Regions from separate parts of the Hordeum vulgare genome. Here region 2 is linked to region 1. A link is a contact called in public Hi-C data. All regions are on one chromosome and are shown on one strand. The core of a region is the stretch at or near the end of the contact, and the rest is flanking DNA. Distances in the headings are between cores, read along the strand shown.

Region 1 (5,243 bases), core at 1,677-4,176:
GTTGTGGATCTTGGATCAATGGGGAGCAGGAAAACAAATGGACAATATTTACCAAGGTTCAGGTCCTCTCGAAGAGGTAAAACCCTACGTCCTTCTTGATTATACTGATGTGTGTATGACAATTACAAAGTCGATCTACCACGAGATCAGATGAACTAAACCCTAGATTGGTAGGATAATGATTCTGTCCTCAACGAACTAAAACCCTCCGGTATATATAGACAACAGGAGTACCTAGGGTTACATATGGTCGGTTACCATGAGGTAAGAAACATGTCGATTCTACCATCCTGACTTGGAGCGCACACCAAGGCTTTGGAGGTTTCCTTCCTGAACAGAGTGTCGTCTTATAGCTCGGCCCTTCGGTAATAGTCATAGAGCGGCCCACCTCTTCGGCCCATTGAGATAGACCGGCGGTTCGAGGACCCCTTAGTCGCAGACTCCCTCAAACACGCCTCCTTTTTATGGGGGTAAATACCCTTGTTTTGAAGCCTAATCAAGACCATTCTTTATTTTCGATAGCCAAATCAAGGTGATTCTTTTTTTGGGAGTAAATATAAAAAAATGGTTTTTACTAGGGTTTGGTTTTTTAATTCATGCGATAAAACATATTGAGTGGTAGGGGGGAGGTAAGGTGGAAAAAACCCGAGTGCGAGGGGGTGGTGGGAGGTGAGGTAGAAAAAACCTGCGGGTACCGACCTATCTACTGAGACTTTAGGAATAGATATTCCTTTTTTTTGAAGCCAAATCCACGTGCCTCACTTTTAAGGGAGTAAATATCCTTGTTTTTGAAATCCTAATCAAGATGATTTTTTATTTTTGATAGTCAAATCAAGGTGTTTTGCTTTTTTGGAAGTAAATGTTAAAAAAGTGGCGTCCTTCGATTATTACTGGGGTTTAGGTTTTTAATTAATGGAAGGAAAAAATGAGTGGGAGGGGGTAGTGGGAGGTGAGGCGGAAAAATACCAGGGTGGGAGGGGGTGATGGGAGATGAGGCGAAAAAACCTGAGTGGGAGGGGTGGTGACAGATGAGACAAAAAAACCGAGTGGGATGAGGTGGTGGGAGGTGAATCAAAAAAACCATGGATACCGGCCTATCAACTAAGACTTTAGGAGTAGAGATGTCTTTTTTTGGTAGCCAAATCAGCGCGTCTCAATTTTGTGGTAAATATCCTTGTTTTTAAAAGCCAAATCTAGATGATTTTTATTTTGATAGCCAAATCAAGGTGTTTTTTATTTTGTAAATAAATATTTGAAAGTAGCATTCTACGTTTTTTTACTAAGGTTTACTTTTTTAATTAATGAAAGGAAAAAAATCCTGCAAGATCCTGCCCATGTCCACCTCCAATCCGATCCTCATCCTTATTTTATCCAAATAATAGCGTCCACTCATATGATATGTTTGCACTTTGTTCATACACGATGGTTTTACGAATTTTGTGTATCATGTAGGCATTTTTATATGTGGGCGTTAGAGAGTTCGATCATTCGACATGTACACATGATTTTTGCTCATACAGTTAACATATCTAGTCCACGTGCGTGTGGGTAACTATTTTTCGTCCACGCGATGCTAGTACGTTGTTAGATGGCAACTACTATTACATGTATATGACAACCAGATAAATACACATGACAACTATGATTTGTTGTTAATGACAACTATAGTTGCGCATACATGGCAACTATGATTAACTACACATGACAACTCTGAATGGATCATACATGACAACAAGTTAATCACATATGTCAACTATTATTTGACCACGTATAGCAAGTAGTTACTACACATGACAACTATGAATTAATTACGTGCGGCGACAACCGTTAAGTAGACGTGACACCTATAGTTTTCCAAAATAGAGAAGTTGCCATGTTTTTACAACTATATTTTTCATCTCGGTTAACTAAAGTTGACATTCCTTGGATAACTAAAGTGTCATTCTGACGGTAACTAATGTAGCTGCGTCAGGACGTATGGAAGATTTGTTTCATGCTACACGCACAAAATGGGAATGAGTAGTAGTTGTTAGACGTCGTGACACTAAGTATTAATTCCTACACACGTGGACATTTATAATATTTGTTCATATACGACCAGCTTCCTCCTGATTATGTCGCATAAAACATATAGACGCATGTCTAATATGTCACACGCGTCATTTTGTTTTTACAAAAGGATGTTAAACCCTCAGCCTCTGCATCAATCGATGCATACATCCTATTTTTATTAATTATTCTATAAAGGTTTAACAAAAACATACATCAAGCCACCCGAAGCCACCATTCACACCTACAACCTTGATAATGTGGAGTGCTCTTACTTCTCATATCTAAAACTGGTGTCGTTGTCGATGGTATAATGTATCGATCTAACAACTGATGCTGCAAAATCTAAAGCGTACATCATATGCACACGTTTTAGAAGCCTCCATCATCATCGAGCCGCTGTCCCATCTTCACGAGAGAGATTCGCATCATCCTTGCCATTCCGGCCATTCGTCGACGTTACCACGACGCCTAACGGCGTCGCCGTCCTGCGCTCGCTCACCCCGACGCAGAGACTCTAAAAGATCTGTCGTGCGTAGCACCTGCCGAACAGGCATGACACAACGTAGCACCCGTCGACCAGGCATGACTTGACATCTCCATCAAAGCTGAGTTTAAGACGAAGCCGTTCCACCTCCTGCCTCTGTCTTATAGCGTTGCTTCACAAATGATGCTTTTAAAAGAGAAAGGACACCTTTATGTCGTCACGTGTGATAAGTATGGGCACACCAATTTTAAGAGGGTCGCATACCAGCATCATCATGAAATAGAATGGCAAACCAAACAGTATGTGTGCGCATAGTTGGACTGCATATTCCTGTCCCCTCCCTCTGATAAAATCAAATCAAATAAAATCCGACGACACCTCGAATTAGGGGGATACTGAATCTGAGGAAGGTTTCTCTCTCTTCCCTCCAACCACTTACTTGGGCATGATATAAGTAGAGCCACCATGTCTCCAGGCCACGGCTCACACAAAGTTAGCACTCATCCTCACTCGCCTGCTGGTGGTTATAACCAACCAACCAACCAACCAATCTCCTCCTCTCACTCGAAGTTTCACAACCCCCCTACCTCTGTTTAGTACTCGGCCACCATGAAGTTTATGAAACTTGGCAATAGGCCCGACACCTTCTTCTCCCCCTCCGACTCCGAGAGGTGCCGATCCTGATTTCCTGCGATCTCTGTCAGTTGGTTTCTTGTCCGAGTTTTGTGCCTAATTCCGCGCTTCTTTCTGCTCCAGGTCCGTGTATACGGAGGTGGCCACTGACCTGCAGATCCTGGTGGGCAAATGCCTCTATCATCTCCACAAGGTAATGGACCATCCAATCCAAGAACCAGATTCTTTCATCTCTTTCTGTCTCTATGTGATTCGGCAAGAAATGAATGTTTTTCTGCGCATGTTACGATCGCGGGCAAGCTCTGATTGTTTCTCTAATCTTAGCTTGCATTGTCATGCAAGAATTGTTTTCGTGGAATGAATTTCTTATCAATTGGATCCTATTCCTGACAAGATCGCTTGTTTATTCGATCCGCACAGTTTCCCCTGCTCTCGAAATGCCTGCTTCTGCAAGCGCTCTGTGCCGAGTCCGGCTGCGGCGGCGACGGCGACCTCATCGAGCTCGCGGGCTTCCCGGGCGGCGCCGAGGCGTTCGAGGTCTGCGCCAAGTTCTGCTACGGCATCACAATCACCGTCAGCGCACGCAACCTCGTCCCGCTCCGCTGCGCGGCCACTCACCTCGGCATGTCCGAGGCCGCCGACCGCGGCAACCTCGTGGCAAAGCTCGACTCCTTCCTCGCCTCTTGCCTTCTCCGCCGCTGGAAGGACGCGCTCGCCGTGCTCCACTCAACACGCCACAACGTGCCGCTATGCGAGGAGCTCGGCCTCACCTCCCGCTGCGTGAACGCCGTCGCCGACCTCATCGCGAACCCTGCCGCCGCCGTTATCCCCGCCAAGTCCACGTCCGCGTCGCCCTGGTGGGCGCACGACATCGCAGAGCTCGGCGTTGACATGTTCTGGCGTATCATGGTGGCCGTGAAATCGACGGGCGCCGTCAACGAGAAGACCATCGGCGACGCGCTCAAGACGTACGCGCGCCGGTGGCTGCCCAACGTTGCCAAGGACGGGCTCGCCGCGGAGCAACCGTTCGACGACGCCGCCGGCGCCAGCGTGAAGCAGATCAGCACGAGGCATCGCCTCCTCCTGGAGAAGATCGTGAGCCTTCTCCCGGTGGACAAGGACGCCGTCTCCTGCGCGTTCCTCCTCAAGCTCCTCAAGGCGGCCAACATCCTGAGCGCGTCCGCCGCGTCCAAGGCAGAGCTGGTGAGGCGGGTGGCATGGCAGCTCGAGGAGGCGAGCGTTAGCGACCTTCTCATCCCGTCAGTGTCCTGCATGAGTGACATGCTGTACGACGTGGACGCCGTGGCGGCCATCCTCCACGAGTTCACACTGCGGCACGCGGCGGCCACCGCGCCGGCGAGGAGCCCCGACGACAACAGCCCGGCACGGTCGGACGGGCACCGGCGGTCGCGGTCCGACGAGAGCGTGGGTTTCGACGGCGCGCGTCGGTCGTCGTCGGCCGCGCCGGTGTCGCAGTACGCGTTGGCGAGGGTGGGCAGGCTAGCGGACGCGTTCCTGATGGAGGTGGCCAAGGATCCCCACCTGCCCGTGGAGAAGCTGCTCGCAATTGCTGAGGCCGTGCCTGACAGTGCTCGGCCGGAGCACGACGGGCTCTACAAAGTCGTCCACTCGTACCTCAAGGTGATTTCATTTTTCCAATCCTCAAATTCCTTGTGTCGCTGACCTACGTGGAAGTTGGAGTACGTACCAAGTAGAGTACTCCTAGTAGTTTTTCAACTCTTCTGCGCATAAACAATTTCTTTGTGTACGTACATTGCAGGCGCATCCGGAGATGAGCAAGAGCGCAAGAAAGCGGCTGTGCCGGGTGCTGAACTGCCGGAAGCTGTCGGAGAAGGCGTGCTCGCACGCGGCGCAGAACGAGCTCCTCCCTCTCCGCGTCGTGGTGCAGGTGCTCTTCTTCGAGCACGCGCGGGCGGCGGCGCTGTCGGGCGCGCCCGTCGCCGGCGAGCTGCCGAGCAACATCAAGGCGCTGCTGTCAAAGTCCGGGTCGGAGGAGGACGACGCCGACCGGGTCGACGAGCAGCGGCTCCGCGCCCTGGCGTCGGGCGCGTCC
Region 2 (5,710 bases), core at 2,624-5,123, 280 kb after region 1:
TTAGCATGTCACCACATAAATTATTGTGTTATCATTTATCTACTCGAGGACGAGCAGAAATTAAGCTTGAGGACGTTCATACGTCCAAAACGTATCTATAATTTCTGCTTGTTCCATGATCTTTTGGGTGACATTGTTATATGTTTTGCTACACTTTTATATCATATTCGTACTAACCTACTAACTCAGTGCACCCAGTGCCACTTTCTGTCTACTGATGTCTATTTTGTAGGGGCTTTTACCCAATTTTCCGAAGCCCGAAAAATCCCGAGAAAAATATATAAAAAATCAGCGTAACGGAAGCTTCTCGATCCTCGAAGATGGGCCAGAGGGGAGCCAAGGGCCGCCCAGGCGACCTGTGGGCGCGGCCCACCCCTAGGCCGCGGCGGGAGGCCGCCTGGGTGGGTCCCACGCCGTCTGGTGCCATCCTTTGGCCTATATTGACACCTCTGCTGGGAAACCCTTCAAGAAGATCCAGAATCATGAATTTCTCCATTGTTCCACCGTCGCAACGCTTTCGAGATCAGGAGCGTTAGGAGACCTTTTCCCGGCACCCTGTCGGAGGGAGGATTGACCTCCGGGAGCTTCTCCACCGCCATGGACGCTTCTCGAACGTGTCGTGAGTAGTCCTCCTTGGACCATGAGTCCATGACCAGTAGCTATGTGATTTATTCTCTCCAATCTCGTGCTTCCATGATTAGTCCTTGTGAGCTGCCCTACATGATCAAGGCATCTATGTAATTCTCTTGCTATTGCTATGCTCAGTTTGTTGGGATCCGATGGATTATGAGATTATGTTCAGATAGTTATGAGTTATATATTTGATTATCTTTTTATATTATGTTCCTTAGTGATTCATGCATGTTCTCCGTTGCTATTTATTTCTTTGGCCGAGTAGTAGATTGTAACTCCAAGAGGGGGCATTATGCATGACTGTGGGTTCATGCCCCTCGATGTATAGCTTGAGTGACAGAAACATGAGACTAGGGGATGTATTGTTGCCACCAGGGAGAAAACAAGGTGCTTTTGACCACGGTTGCAAGGATTGTTTACCTTCCGCATAGTTCGTTAATGCAGTTGTCCGTTGCTTTGAGTTTACACTTCGGGTGGGGCTCGCAACTTAATACCAGCGAGATGTTCTGGATAGATATCTCAAGGTGGATGATTAGTAAGTACATGTTGATGAATAAACGGTCTACTTTTCTTGGCGTACTGCCCATTACCATTGAACCTCTAACTATCAAGTAGCACAATTAGCATTGGGGTGAGTTCATAATTCTATCAATTGCCCAACTGGAATTTGTTTACCCAAGCATAGTTGTTTAACGTCTTTTGGGAGAGAGACATCACTAGTGAACATCATGTGACTCCGGTCCATATCACCATCATTGCTTACACCTCCATCATTTACTAATTTCATTTATTTTTCCGTTGTAATCACTATCACCTTTCCCGCTTGTGTTTTGATCCTTTGCAAACTACAAGGTCGGAGAGATTGACAAACTCTCTCTACTCGTTGGGAGCAAAGTTACCTACTTGTTGATCCTAGGAGTCCTCCTGGTTCGATAAACCTTACAGTCTCCGTGTAAGGGAAAACTTTATGCTGACTACATCTCAACCTTCCACTTGGGGTAACCAACGAGGAGCGAGAAGTATATACATCATCTCGTCATTAGTGCGTCCTAGATTGGTAAGGTGTCCCTTGGGAGCCTCCTACTTCGTGTTGTGGAGTTGAACCAAGAAGTTTGTAAGGGCAAGGTGATCACCTACTTCATGAAGATCTACCGTGCGTGAGGCTAGTCCTGTATGGACGTAAGCCATGGTGGAATATACAAGGCCTCTTCTTAGTGGACCCCTTGTGGGTGAAGCCCTCCATGGACTCTCACAGTCGCTACCCTTCGTGGGTTGAAGTCTCCACTAATATGGATGTACGATAGCACCACCTATCAGAACCACGCCAAAAATTGTCGTGTCAACCTTTGATTTGATCTTCCTTCCCTACCCTCTACATTATATTTGGATGTATTTACATTCCGTTGCTATACTCTCAGATATGCATATGTAGGGTGAACTTGACTAGTCATTATTGCTAAAAATGGCCCACAACTTAAATTGGGAAAAGACTAAGTTTTTATTTGGTCAAGTAGTCTAATCACCCCCTCTAGACATAGTTCGGATCCCACGCATCCCCTATATTCATACAAATCATGCAAACATGAAACCTACATGCTAATCTAAATTTCACTTCGGCATCATCGAACATGTCCACAACGTACGAGCCAGGTGCTTGGTAGTTGGACCCGTCGGAGGGCTCCGGCTTCTCCTCCTCATTCATATGTGCGAGCATTTCGTCGATGTACGGGGCGTCCTCAACCTCCGTCTCCTGCATACGACGATGCAAGGCCTTTGCCATCGATTCCGACCAGATGGAATTGAGGATCATGTAGATCTGCAGCCCCCGCATCCCCCACATCCTCCTCCTCCCCTACCTCCTCCTCTTTCGCCGCCTCCAAGTCTTTCTCTGGATGCGGTGGATCCGGAGGTAGATCCGCATGTTCCGGGCTTCTTGCCTTGCCAGGATCTGCTCAAGGAGCTACTACGGGTGCTCCGGCGTTAGATACGTTATCTGGCGGCGTGGGGGCATGGTTACTAACGGAAAGTGGTGGAAGACGAGCGGAAATTGGCGATGGTGGTAGACGAGAGGGCGGAAATGCGGATGGACACGCTTTCGATGACGGCAGTCGGCCTAAATAGCTAGAGAAGGGCACTATGTGGACCGCAGGGGCCACCAGGCAACGGAGGAGAATCCCATTGAATTGTTGGGTTTCTGAGCCATTCCGTGTGGGACCTGACCTTCAGTCCAACGTGATGTATGTGCCCGGTCACGCATGGGCCTCCTCATATCCATCCCATATTTGGGCTAGATATGAAGGTTGCAGGTTAGGTCAGACGCTTGTGCCCATTTGAGGAGTCAGTGTGGGTCGGGTTTTTTTGACCGATGACTGACCGGACCATCCACCCGGGGGTTTGAGACGGGTTTAGGGTGCCCGGGCTATTTATGCTCCAACTACCACGTGAGCATGGCGACTTTAGAAATCAGATGCCAAGCTTGAGTGGCGAAGCTTCATCCAATTTTTTGGGCTGGCCAAAAGAGGACTGGTTAGAAAATATCATTGAAATTTCGCTTTTAGGGCTCAAATTCAGTACAAATTTTCAATGAATTATTGTTGGGCTGGGTGGGCCATGGCCTGGTTTGGCCCAGCCCTAGCTCCGCCCCTACTGAGCTTGCGTACTTGCATGTGTGTGCAATAGTGGTCTCGATTAGAGCAAATATAATAATGAGTTTATAACACGCTTACATAACTGTTTTTCCTATGTGAAAATGAGAGACATAGAAAAATAATGAGAGTGGGCTATCATGCAAGCCTGGTTATATGCGTATTACTAGACGCATGCAATAAATGTGAAGAAAAAGATGGAGAAAAGGTAAAAAAATAATACTCCCTCCATTCCAAAATAACTGTCTCAACTTTATACTAGCTCTATTACAAAGTTGTGTTAAGTTTAAAGCTCTTATTTTGGGACGGAGGGAGTACTCTTCTAACCTTATAGCTAACCTTATTATATGAATAACTATAATTACTAACTATATATGATACGACAATATCATATAACTATACTATTAACCATGCTCTAATTTATTATTGTTGCTAGCAATTCCTAGCATGTTCAAGAAATTCTTGGAAAATGTGGTTGGAGCACCGCTATTTGCATTCGGTAGTAGCAGGAAGAGATTAGGTGGAGCCACTTGGACTGTGATAATCCTTAAATGGTTTGTTTTCAAAAGGAAAGGGAAGGGTGTGGGCCAGGGCCTGCCGGGCGGCCTCCCCTGTGGGCAGCATGGACGGCGACGCCCGAACTACTAGCGACAAGTGGGAGCATACCTCTTTGACATGGGATCGGATGGCCGATCCATCGATAAATATTTGATGGCAACTTGTTGTACGCAGACTTTGAGTTGAGCATGATGCAAGGCTTGACACTTCCAACGAATCACATGTGCTTGGTGACATGAGGTGTGTGCGACGTACTCTTCCTCGTGGACTCGTCCGCCACTTGGCCCTCTTCGCCGGCGTTTCCTATGCTGCCTCACATTATATGTATTATGTACTAGTAGTTGATAGTGTTTAGCGGATTCCTTTTCCATGTCTGTGGTCACACCTGGACCTGGTAGTGGTAGATGGATCAAAAGTAGTACAAAAGTTACTCCATTAACAGATCACATCGGCGAGTATGATCAGCAGGCCTAGCCTAGCGCCGCGGATGTAATCCGGATCGTATCAACTTTGGTGGAACACATACCTGACACGATCACAATAATCACTTTGTTTATTGGTCATACAACCGGTACGATGATCTCGTTGCCGAGGAAAGCGTGGGCAAGGCGGCAGGGACGAAAGCCGCAACGTGGCAATGCCTATGTAATGTCAGACACAGTTTGCGTCCCAGCAAATCCCTCTCGTATATATACAGATCCCGGAGTATGAGAATATTTGCCAAATTGATACATGCATGCAGATCACTGAGAACAATTTGGATTGATTGTCCCTTCGAGAGAGCTGTCATGCTGCAACAACTTGCAAAGGTTTCTCGAATCAAACCAGGACTCCTTTGGATATGTTCCGTGTTTGTTTAGTGGCGAATCATTCGGTTATATAAAGATTCAGATCGTTTAGGATCCCTCCTGGTTGCACCTATAAAGAATTACCCGCCCTCGCTTCACCAGGTGGATTGCACATGTTGTTTTCCCACTCGGGACAAACCAATTTCCAGAATACTCAATGTCCCTTTCACTTTAAACTAGAGTTTCGAATGTCACCTGAGTCTCTAAATTTTTAGGTAATTAGCCCCTCCGCTCGATGTGAGTTGCCGCTTTTTCTGTAGGCAGTATCTAGCGGAATGGTCTACACAATTTGCACGTCTAGACAGTTGGTCATGTATGAGATCTTTACAACATATTCTACTAATAACATGCTTACTTATAATTTGGAACTAGTCTCTACACGGTTATAATCTTGTCCGCCAAATGAGCAAAATAAATGGTGTTACATACTTATAAACTACAGTAATAAGGTCACAAAAAGGTAGACGATGTACATTTTTTCAATGTGTTTTTCAATAATAAAAGGGAATATATGTTGGGAAAAAGCACACACTTCTGGTCTAAAACTGCAATGGAAACAAAATGTACATTGAAGGACACATATATGACAGCATATTTGGAGGAAATGGGCTTCGTAACACCCCTCACAATCCTCAAATAATGTATGTGTTAGAGATACTCTTCAAAAGGCGACAGTGTTGAATACATGCCCTAAATTAAGGTCATAATAAATAGGTTATTATCATATTTCCTTATTTATGATAAATATTTATTATTCATGTTAGAATTCTATTGACCAAAAACTTAAATACACATGTGGAGACATAAGCAACACCGTGTCCCTAATGAACATCTATTAGACTAGCTCGTTGATCAAGGTCTCTTAATGTCGTGGGTATAAGTCTGACAGTAGATGTGTCGGGTACGAAAGAATGGGCAGAGCCTTAGCTACGGCGAGGTTGTATGAGTTCAGGCCCCTCTACGGTGGAGGTAAAAGCCCTACGTCTCAGTGCTCTTGGGAGCTTGTTGTCGAGTGAAATATGGATT

The links. Hi-C and Micro-C count contacts between places; a contact is called where the count stands out from the background.
Region 2: a Hi-C map of leaf shows a contact between it and region 1, with 6 times the contacts expected there. The contact joins the enhancer-like site here to the promoter of LOC123404515 in region 1. A contact is called at or near these places in 2 of 6 Hi-C or Micro-C datasets (leaf and seedling) and 1 of 1 datasets of contacts at active chromatin or transcription factors (embryo).

The regions. Positions count from the first base shown.
Region 1 is chr6H:328,878,453-328,883,695 of MorexV3_pseudomolecules_assembly, forward strand. It overlaps LOC123404515 (BTB/POZ domain-containing protein At1g67900), which reads left to right and starts at 2,927. Exons shown (of 4, transcript XM_045098445.1): 1 at 2,927-3,207; 2 at 3,293-3,362; 3 at 3,590-4,810; 4 at 4,950-5,243. The coding sequence starts at 3,146.
Region 2 is chr6H:329,156,823-329,162,532 of MorexV3_pseudomolecules_assembly, forward strand. No RefSeq gene overlaps it. Among protein-coding and RNA genes, the nearest start is that of LOC123402586, 140 kb to the right of the region's middle. Within about 2 kb of position 3,874, at least 3 of the 3 cell types and tissues checked have open chromatin away from gene starts, as enhancers often do. A contact at or near this core is called in leaf and seedling, where this site is marked.